Linked DNA regions of Mus musculus: region 2 is linked to region 1. A link is a contact called in public Hi-C data. All regions are on one chromosome and are shown on one strand. The core of a region is the stretch at or near the end of the contact, and the rest is flanking DNA. Distances in the headings are between cores, read along the strand shown.

The links. A called contact is a pair of places that touch in the nucleus more often than the background predicts.
Region 2: a contact with region 1 is called in a Hi-C map of CD4 T cells, with 2.4 times the contacts expected there. The contact joins two enhancer-like sites. A contact is called at or near these places in 6 of 39 promoter capture datasets (the 3T3-L1 cell line, cranial neural crest, embryonic stem cells and 2 more), 2 of 484 Hi-C or Micro-C datasets (CD4 T cells and embryonic fibroblasts) and 2 of 115 datasets of contacts at active chromatin or transcription factors (bone marrow-derived dendritic cells and extraembryonic endoderm stem cells).

The regions. Positions count from the first base shown.
Region 1 is chrX:166,951,060-166,955,109 of GRCm38.p6, forward strand. No RefSeq gene overlaps it. Among named protein-coding and RNA genes, the nearest start is that of Gm30354, 69 kb to the left of the region's middle. Within about 2 kb of position 1,687, at least 42 of the 459 cell types and tissues checked have an H3K27ac peak or open chromatin away from gene starts, as enhancers often do.
Region 2 is chrX:167,035,044-167,039,093 of GRCm38.p6, forward strand. No RefSeq gene overlaps it. Among named protein-coding and RNA genes, the nearest start is that of Gm8817, 33 kb to the right of the region's middle. Within about 2 kb of position 1,763, at least 7 of the 459 cell types and tissues checked have an H3K27ac peak or open chromatin away from gene starts, as enhancers often do.

The sequences.
Region 1 (4,050 bases), core at 437-2,936:
GGAGCTTTTCTTCCTCCGTGCTCACTTCTGGACCTATTTCCACATTTGTTTGGAAGAACACATTAGCGATCCTTAGATGCCAAATTTCGACTGCTCTGCAGGAGTCTCTTCAGAAATAAATTGCAGAGTTCCTATACGTTGGCATCTCTCCCACGCTCCATACACGCAGCCAGCCTATAATGCTTGACTGCTGAAGGAAGCCTTTTTCATTCAAGGGCAAAGACCTGGTTTTCTGGCAGTGCCAACTGTGACAATTGCCAAGAACATATGTCCTCTACTTTCCATACACATTTTGGCTTCTGGAAACTTCATTTCTTTGCAGAAGTTATTGAAGATGTTTATGTACTGTGGCTGCTAAAGATGATTAAAAATTCAACTTTACTATTTTAATTATTAATTCTATTATGCCCTAAATATTTTCTTGGTTATTCTTCTATTATATTGGATTGTATTTAAGCTAAAATTCACATATAATGAAACATACAAATCTTAGATAACTATTTAATATCTAATACATTTTGATGGTGCTTATCACACAATCTTAACCCAAACTCCTATGAAAATAGATTTTTTACCTTCATTCTACAAAGTTTTCTCTTGACCCTTTCTTCCCAGCCCCAGCTCCTAACTTCACTTTCCTTTTTACAGGTAATTAGCACTTGATTTTACCCCTATTTTGTTGAAATTTGACATATCTGGAAGGGAATAAGCAAGTATCTCAAAGTTCATATTCAATAGAGACTTGACATGTGGGATTACCCAAAGGGGCTCTCTGCTCTGACTTAGACTGGAAACCCAATTCTCACAAGTGGGGTGAGACTGAAATCCGTTTTCCCCAAAGTTGCTTCTGCATCCATTGGCATAACAACCTTGGTGGTATATTCAGGAGACTTCACTGCTTAATATTTGGGGGAGGGTACCTTATTAACAAAGCCAAGACAGAAAAGTTTTACATCTACCAGATAAGAACTTTCAATTTTTATGTTCATGTTTTATATCAAAAGGCTGCACAAGGGGATCAGACGTTCAGCCTACCTCCAGCTTGGACTGGCCGCAACCTTGGATAAATTACTTCCTATCCCTGAACTTTCAGCTGTCAAACGAACCCCACTATATTGATTTCCACTACAATGGATGGTATAAATCTGGCGGCTGGTATTTAGGATGATGGCTTGTTTATGATTTTCTCAGCCTTCTTCAGGCCCAAGGAAAGAAAGCGATCCTGGTCTATGAAGTCTAATGAAATGAAATCAAACTCTGTATATCACATGGAAGATTGGTCAAAGAGCAAGTTCTGTGACCAAAGTAGCCTTGCGTCTATGTCCTTATGCGCTTCTTCACAAGGGAATGATGGGCTTACTAGGATCCTCCAGAATTTTTATTTATCAGCACATAAATCTTCTTACTTAGGTTTCCTACCTAGTTATTCTTTCATTTTTCCTGTTCATAAATAGGCAGTGCTGCCCCACCCCCACCCCCAGCTTCGCTGAAGTTGCTTCTGTGTTTTGTTCATTAGAACACGCAGGAAGGATTCTGTTTTATTTCTTTCATACAATAAAATAGCTACAAATGCTAATGACTCCAAAACGGCACTTTTGTTCCCAAAGAATCACATGCCAGAACATTGAGGGGGCTGACTTCTGTGGTGGGAACTCAGCGGCACCATTTGTTCTGACAGGAAGCAGCAGCTCTCTCGTCCCTGCGCACAAGGCATTCTCCTTGCTGATTTCTTTTCTTCCCTCGCTGAAAGTCTAGACCCTGTGGGGTCTTTGTTCTTATGCTTTTTCTTACTCCTGTCCTGCCCGCAAAGGGGCAAGTAGAACCTCAGCATGAGTAGGAAGCAGAAGCAATGAGCAGATCAAGCAAGCAAATGAGGAGGTCAGAAACCCTGGGGACTGAACCTAAGCTCTCATAGAGGCTGGGCAAGGAAGGGCCTGATACGGACACGGAACTGAATCTGCATCTGTCGAAATCTTTTCTCTCTTCTCGGGCTGAACTGGGTGGCAAGTCCATTTTGAATGTGAGGTTTCTGTGATTGGTACCTCACTGTATTCTTCAAACTTGTGTGTGGGTAGGGTTGTTCCTTCTGGCTTGAAATAGAAAATTACCTGCTGTTCGCGAGCCTGGAATTTGAGAGAGTAGGGTCTTCCTAAGAGGATCCAGGGAGTTAAGCGTGGAGTGTCTGCTGTGGCACTAAAGCCATGGCTAGCCTTACCTGGAATGAGCTAGGCAACGAGTCACTGTGTGTCCAAGAAATTTCTCTCTACTTACAATGTGTCTTTTGTTACAGTGACACATGCACTTCAGACATGGAGGGCTTATGAAGATGCAGGTTCAGACCACACAGGGCAAAGTTGGGGCCTGAAACTGCATTTCTCATAAGCTCCAAGCCTATGAGGAGGCCTGCAGCTCCAAAGCGCACAGTCTGTGGCCAGGTATGGGTTTATAAAATCTCATGGAATTCTCACATAATCAGATGAAGCTAGAATGATCTCAAGGTGAAGAAGGAAGCTGGGAGCTGTCAGGAGAATGCTGATGTTCCCTAGCTAGCGAGTGTCAGAACTAGCTTTCTATTGCTGGGATAATTATCATGAGCAAAAGCAGCCTAGGGAGGAAAGGGGTCGACTCATCTTACAGCTCACAGTTCACACTCCCTCCATCACTGAGACAAGTAGGACAGGAACTCCAGGCAGGAACTTGAACAAGGACCATGGAGAAACATTGCTGCTGGCTTGCTCCTTGTGGCTTGCTCAGCTTTCTTTCTTTCTTTCTTTCTTTCTTTCTTTCTTTCTTTCTTTCTTTCTTTCTTTCTTTCTTTCTTTCTTTCTTTCTTTCCTTCTTTCTTTCTTTCTTTCTTTCCTTCTTCCTTCCTTCCTTTCTTTCTTTTCTTCTTTCTTTCTTTCTTTCTTCCTTTCTCTTTCTCTCTTCCTTCCTTTATTTTTCCTTCTTTACTTTTTTATTATATTTTATTATTTAAAACATTTTATTAATTTAAATATATTTTAATCATATTCTTCTCCACCTCAGTCCTTCCAGATCACTCCCCTCCCTACCCACTCATCTTTAAATCCTTCCTAAAAAGAAAACCAAGCAAGACCCCAATATAACATGACCCCCAAAAGCAATGAAACAAAATAAAACAACATTCAATATAAAACAAAAAGACCCACCAAACTATAACCAAATAAAAACATACACACAAAATCTCAAAGTCCATTATATGTAGATCAACTACTGAGAATGGGGCCTATCCTGGAGTATTTGATATACCCAGTGTCACTCCATTGGAGAAAATGGATTTTCCCCTCTCCCAGTAGGTATAAGTGATAGGTCAATTGTTAACCTTTACCCTAATGGCTAGGTTTTCATTCATTCATTCATTCATTTAATATTCACTTTAAAATAAATAACAAAATAAAATATAATAAGATAAAGCAACATTCGTAGTTATCAGGGAAATGCAAGCCAAAATGACACTGAGATTCCACCTTACACCAAACAGAATGGCTAAGATCAAAAACTCAAAGTACAGAACATGCTGGCAAGGATGTGGAGAAAGAGGAATACTCATCCATTTTTGATAGGACTGCAAATTGGTATAACCACTTTGGAAATCTGTCTTAGTTAGGGTTTTACTGCTGTGAACAGATACCATGACCAAGGCAAGTCTTATAAAAAACAACATTTAACTGGGGCTAGCTTACAGGTTCAGAGGTTCAGTCCATTATCATCAAGGTGGGAGTATTGCAGCATCCAGGCTGTCATGTTGCAGGAAGAGCTGAGAGTTCTATGTCTTCATCCAAAGGCTGCTAGTGGAAGACTGACTTTCAGGTAACTGGGGTGAAAGTCTTAAGCCCACACCCACAGGGACACACCTACTCCAACCAGGTCACACCTATTCCAACAAGGCCACACCTCCAAATGGTGCCACTCCCTGGTCCAAGAATATACAAGCCATCACAAAATCCAATCAGAATATTGTAAGTAGTTCTCCCTGAAGACTCAGGTATACCACTCTTGGGCATATACCCAAAAGATGCTCCACCAAAT
Region 2 (4,050 bases), core at 513-3,012, 84 kb after region 1:
TAATCTCATAGGCACTCATATTTATTAATTCACTACTGAGCCAATCCTCTACAGTTGGAGTACCTTCTGTGAGGGATATGTGAAATTGGTGCAGCTTCCAAGAACATGGTGCCTAAGTCAGAAAACTCTGCCCTTAAATAGAATCGGGCAACACTTTCATTCTTATTTGAATAAAATCAGACTTCTGCTATTCATTAACTAACTATGGATTGCCTCTATAATATAGCAGTCCAGGTGCCAAATATTATTCAACTTTCATTTCACAGTAACAGCAAGTACTTAGCAGATAGAAGAGATAAGAACACAGATATGAAGGGTCAAAATATCTAATCCAGCTCTGAAACCAAACAAAATAAACCAAAATATTATAAGCAATAGAAGGTAAACAAAAAGTATGCTTCAGACTTCTGAAGCATTACTAAAGTGCTAATTAAATGTTTAAGGCCTTTAAATGAATTATCCAGAACAAATAAGATAGCAGATATCTCCCTTTCTCCAGCAGCACCATACCTTCCTGCCATCTGAGTCTTAAAACGACCTTGGTCCCATTATCATGAAACCTTCACTCTCTTCTTTTCATGCCTTTACAAATGATGCTCAGTATAGCATATCATTTTTGGAACTAAGATACCTATCATGTATTTTGGCTTTAAGAGTACTAGACAGAAATTTAGTGAATAAAATGATAGATGGAATGATCTTTGTTTCAATACTTGTGAAACAGGGTCATATGTAGCTGCTTTTGAACTCCTTAGTCTCCTGCCTTTATCTTCAAAGTTCTGGGACTGCAGGAGTGTGCAAACAGGCTGGACTGTACAATCTTGCTAACAAAATGATTAATACATTACATGGTGGCAGGTGTTGCTTTGGCCCAATGACACAATGCTATCAACCTCAGCTATGTTGTAAGAAAATAGTTCTCTTAAGATTTCTGTGGAGGCATCTGAAAGACTAGATAATTTTTAATTGGTAAGAAAAGAAGTAATGATAGTTAACATCTTGATGGCTGTGTGTATACTCTATTATATATACCTTTTTTTTTCTTGGGCTGAGTGGGGAATGGCATAACGTTTGGAGTATGTATCAAAGTGTCTTGAATTCTATTCTTAGTTTTGTCTTAAAATGAATGTGCTGTGATGAGCACATTAAAAGCACCTTGGAGTCAACTTCCCAATGAAAAAATGGGAATAGAATTGATGCTTTGGACTGGATGCTTGCTACAGTCATTCTAAATCAGGAATTATATATTACTGTGATGCTTTAGCCCCCATATGGTATGTGGACCAGTATCAGGGTCTTACTTACATTGACTACTGGTCAGTAGTGAATTTGTCAAGAGTAAACAGCTAGAAGAAACCTGAGAACACAGTAATGGGCTGGAGGGGAGGTTGAGAGACAGGGTGGAGGTCAAAGCCACGACCTGTTTTTCTGTAAGCCAAGTTGCAAAATCTGCTAGTGTTGTTCTTCTAGATTTCTTCTGATCTCTTAGATGAGATAAGCTAAGCTAAGATAAGTAGTTAGGTGTGTGTGTGTGTGTGTGTGTGTGTGTGTGTGTGTGTGTGTAGATATGAAGGCTAATTTATTATACACATACTTCCTGGTGCAACTGGCACAGGTTGGTCCTTCCTGAGTACTTTCAGAGAAAAAGGAAGGAGTTTGTACTGATACCTTTGCAAGTTATTTTGCTCAATTTTCACAGTTTCTCCTAAAGGCCCACACCCCATTTTGTAAATGTGCAGAGTAATTGAATCCCTTTTCCAAAACAGGCAAGAAAGGAAGGAAGGAAGCAAGCAAACAAGGAAGGAAGGCAGGCAGGCTGTGGCTATAGCTACATTGGTGGTGCTTGAAGCTTGCACAAATTCCTGGATTCAATCCATAGTCTGTCTCTCTGTCTCTAGTTCTCTCTCTCTCTCTCTCTCTCCCTCTCTCTCTCTCTCTCTCACACACACACACACACACACACACACACAGGAGGAAAAGAAACTGAGAAAATTCTTCTGCATTGCCAGACTGCCAAGCCTTATAGTTAGAAAAGCAAAGATGAAGCTCAGTTGTTATGTATTCATTTATTATACTCCTTCAGCAATGTCTATTGCCTTTCTCTGTGCAGTTGTCAGGCATTTTGGGATATCTAGACTTCCCTCTAGTCCCATGGTTCATTCTATTGACAGGTCACAGACTACCTCCTTTAGTTTGTCATCCTTTCTGCTGTATAGGTGATTCAGCCTAAGTGGAAAGCAATTTTACTGAAAACACCTTTACCTGCAGAACTAATGTAGGCATGATGTCTTCACAGCAGTGTGATTACCGCAATGATTGATCAGTTTATATCCCTTGTAAACTCCAGAGAAATTCCTTGCCACCTTAAGAGTTCCCTTACTGGCCTGGAAAATTACATCCATTGCCAGAGTGCTTGCCTAACATGTACAAAGCCCTGGCATCCCCATCACCACATAAATCAAACACAGCAACACACAACTGTAATTCTTGAAATGGGTAGGAGGAGACAAGAAGACCACAATTTCACGATCATCCTTGCCTACTATTGTTAAAACTTCTTCTCAGGGGAAGATGTACACAATGTCTGTACCTTCTCCTAAGGTCCTAATGATAAACTAAGGCTTGATTCCACCACTCTGTACTCTGGAAGCCAATAAGTGTATTGGGCTTCATTACAGAGCATAGCTAAGGGGATATTTACAGGGGTATGAGTGCTCCTTCTCCTAACAGGCTGAACTTAGAAAGCCTTTACCCAACAGGGATGAGAGATTTTCCCCATAGCCACATAGAGGGAGCCCCTTCCCAAGTCTTCCCTCACCTATATACTCTAGCCTAGCAATTCTCAACCTGTGGGTCATGACCCCTTTGGGAGGGTCACATATCTGATGTTTACATTACTATTCATAACAGTAGCAAAGTTATAGTTATGAAGTAGCAATGAAATGATTTTGTGGTTTGAGGTCACCATAACATGAGGAAAAGCATTAAAGGGTCACACCATTAGTAAGGTTGACAACCACTGCACTAACCCCTTCCAGGAAATGGTTGTATATTCTAGTAAGGTTCTTTCAACACTTCATACACCCTTCCATGAAGGGTGTAAACCTTCAATAAGCCTGGCAGAGATAAACATTTTGTAAGGGGGCATAGTTGAACTCCCAAGATGATGCTTGTTAGATAAGACAACAGTCACTCACATCTACAGAGTGAGTTTTAAGCAAGCCTGGAATAAGACCATGTCTCAGAAACAATATAAATAAATAAATGAATAAATGGATAGATAGATAGATAGATAGATAGATAGATAGATAGATAGATACCACAATTAAAGCCTCCGTGTTGGGATAGAAATAGTACTCTGGGCTTTTCATCTAACAATTACCTACTGGAATGTTCTTCCTTACATTACTGAGACTACTATCTAGAAGTCAAGCCTTCCTGGAATAGTGTAGGTCTGAGAAGTCTATACCTTCCAGGAGATGAAGGAAAAACCTGGACATGGGAATTTGCCAAAATTAGACATTTGATGAGATAGTCTTGCTTCCAGCTGGGTAGCTACTCTAGGCTGTACTTAATTAATCTTCCTCTAGGGAGTGTGTTTGAAATACAAGGCAATAGAACAGTCTGGGAGTTGACATGTTTAATTAAGTTGAGGTTTATTTACCATCATCAGTGGTTCTTCTGCCTCCTTGTTCCCTGGATATTGGCATCCCTAAAGACTAGCCTTAACTCATTTGGATCACTTTCATTTTTGTCAGCTTTAAGATTCACAGTCCAGCTATCTCAGTGTGCTAGCTCACACCTGTAACCATGGCCCTTGGGAGACACTGACAGGAGGGTTGGCAAAAGATTGAGGTCAACATGCTCCTGCACAGCAAGTTCCAGGTCAGCTAGGGCTATGTAGTGAATACAGAATGAAACCATTTCTCATGACAAAAGAGAGAAACTAGGGAGATGTTCAGTCAATAAAGTGCTTACTGCATTAAGAAAAAAATGAAATTTAATCACCAAATCCAATTAAAGGCCAGCAAGAGGGAGGCCAAGTCAGGA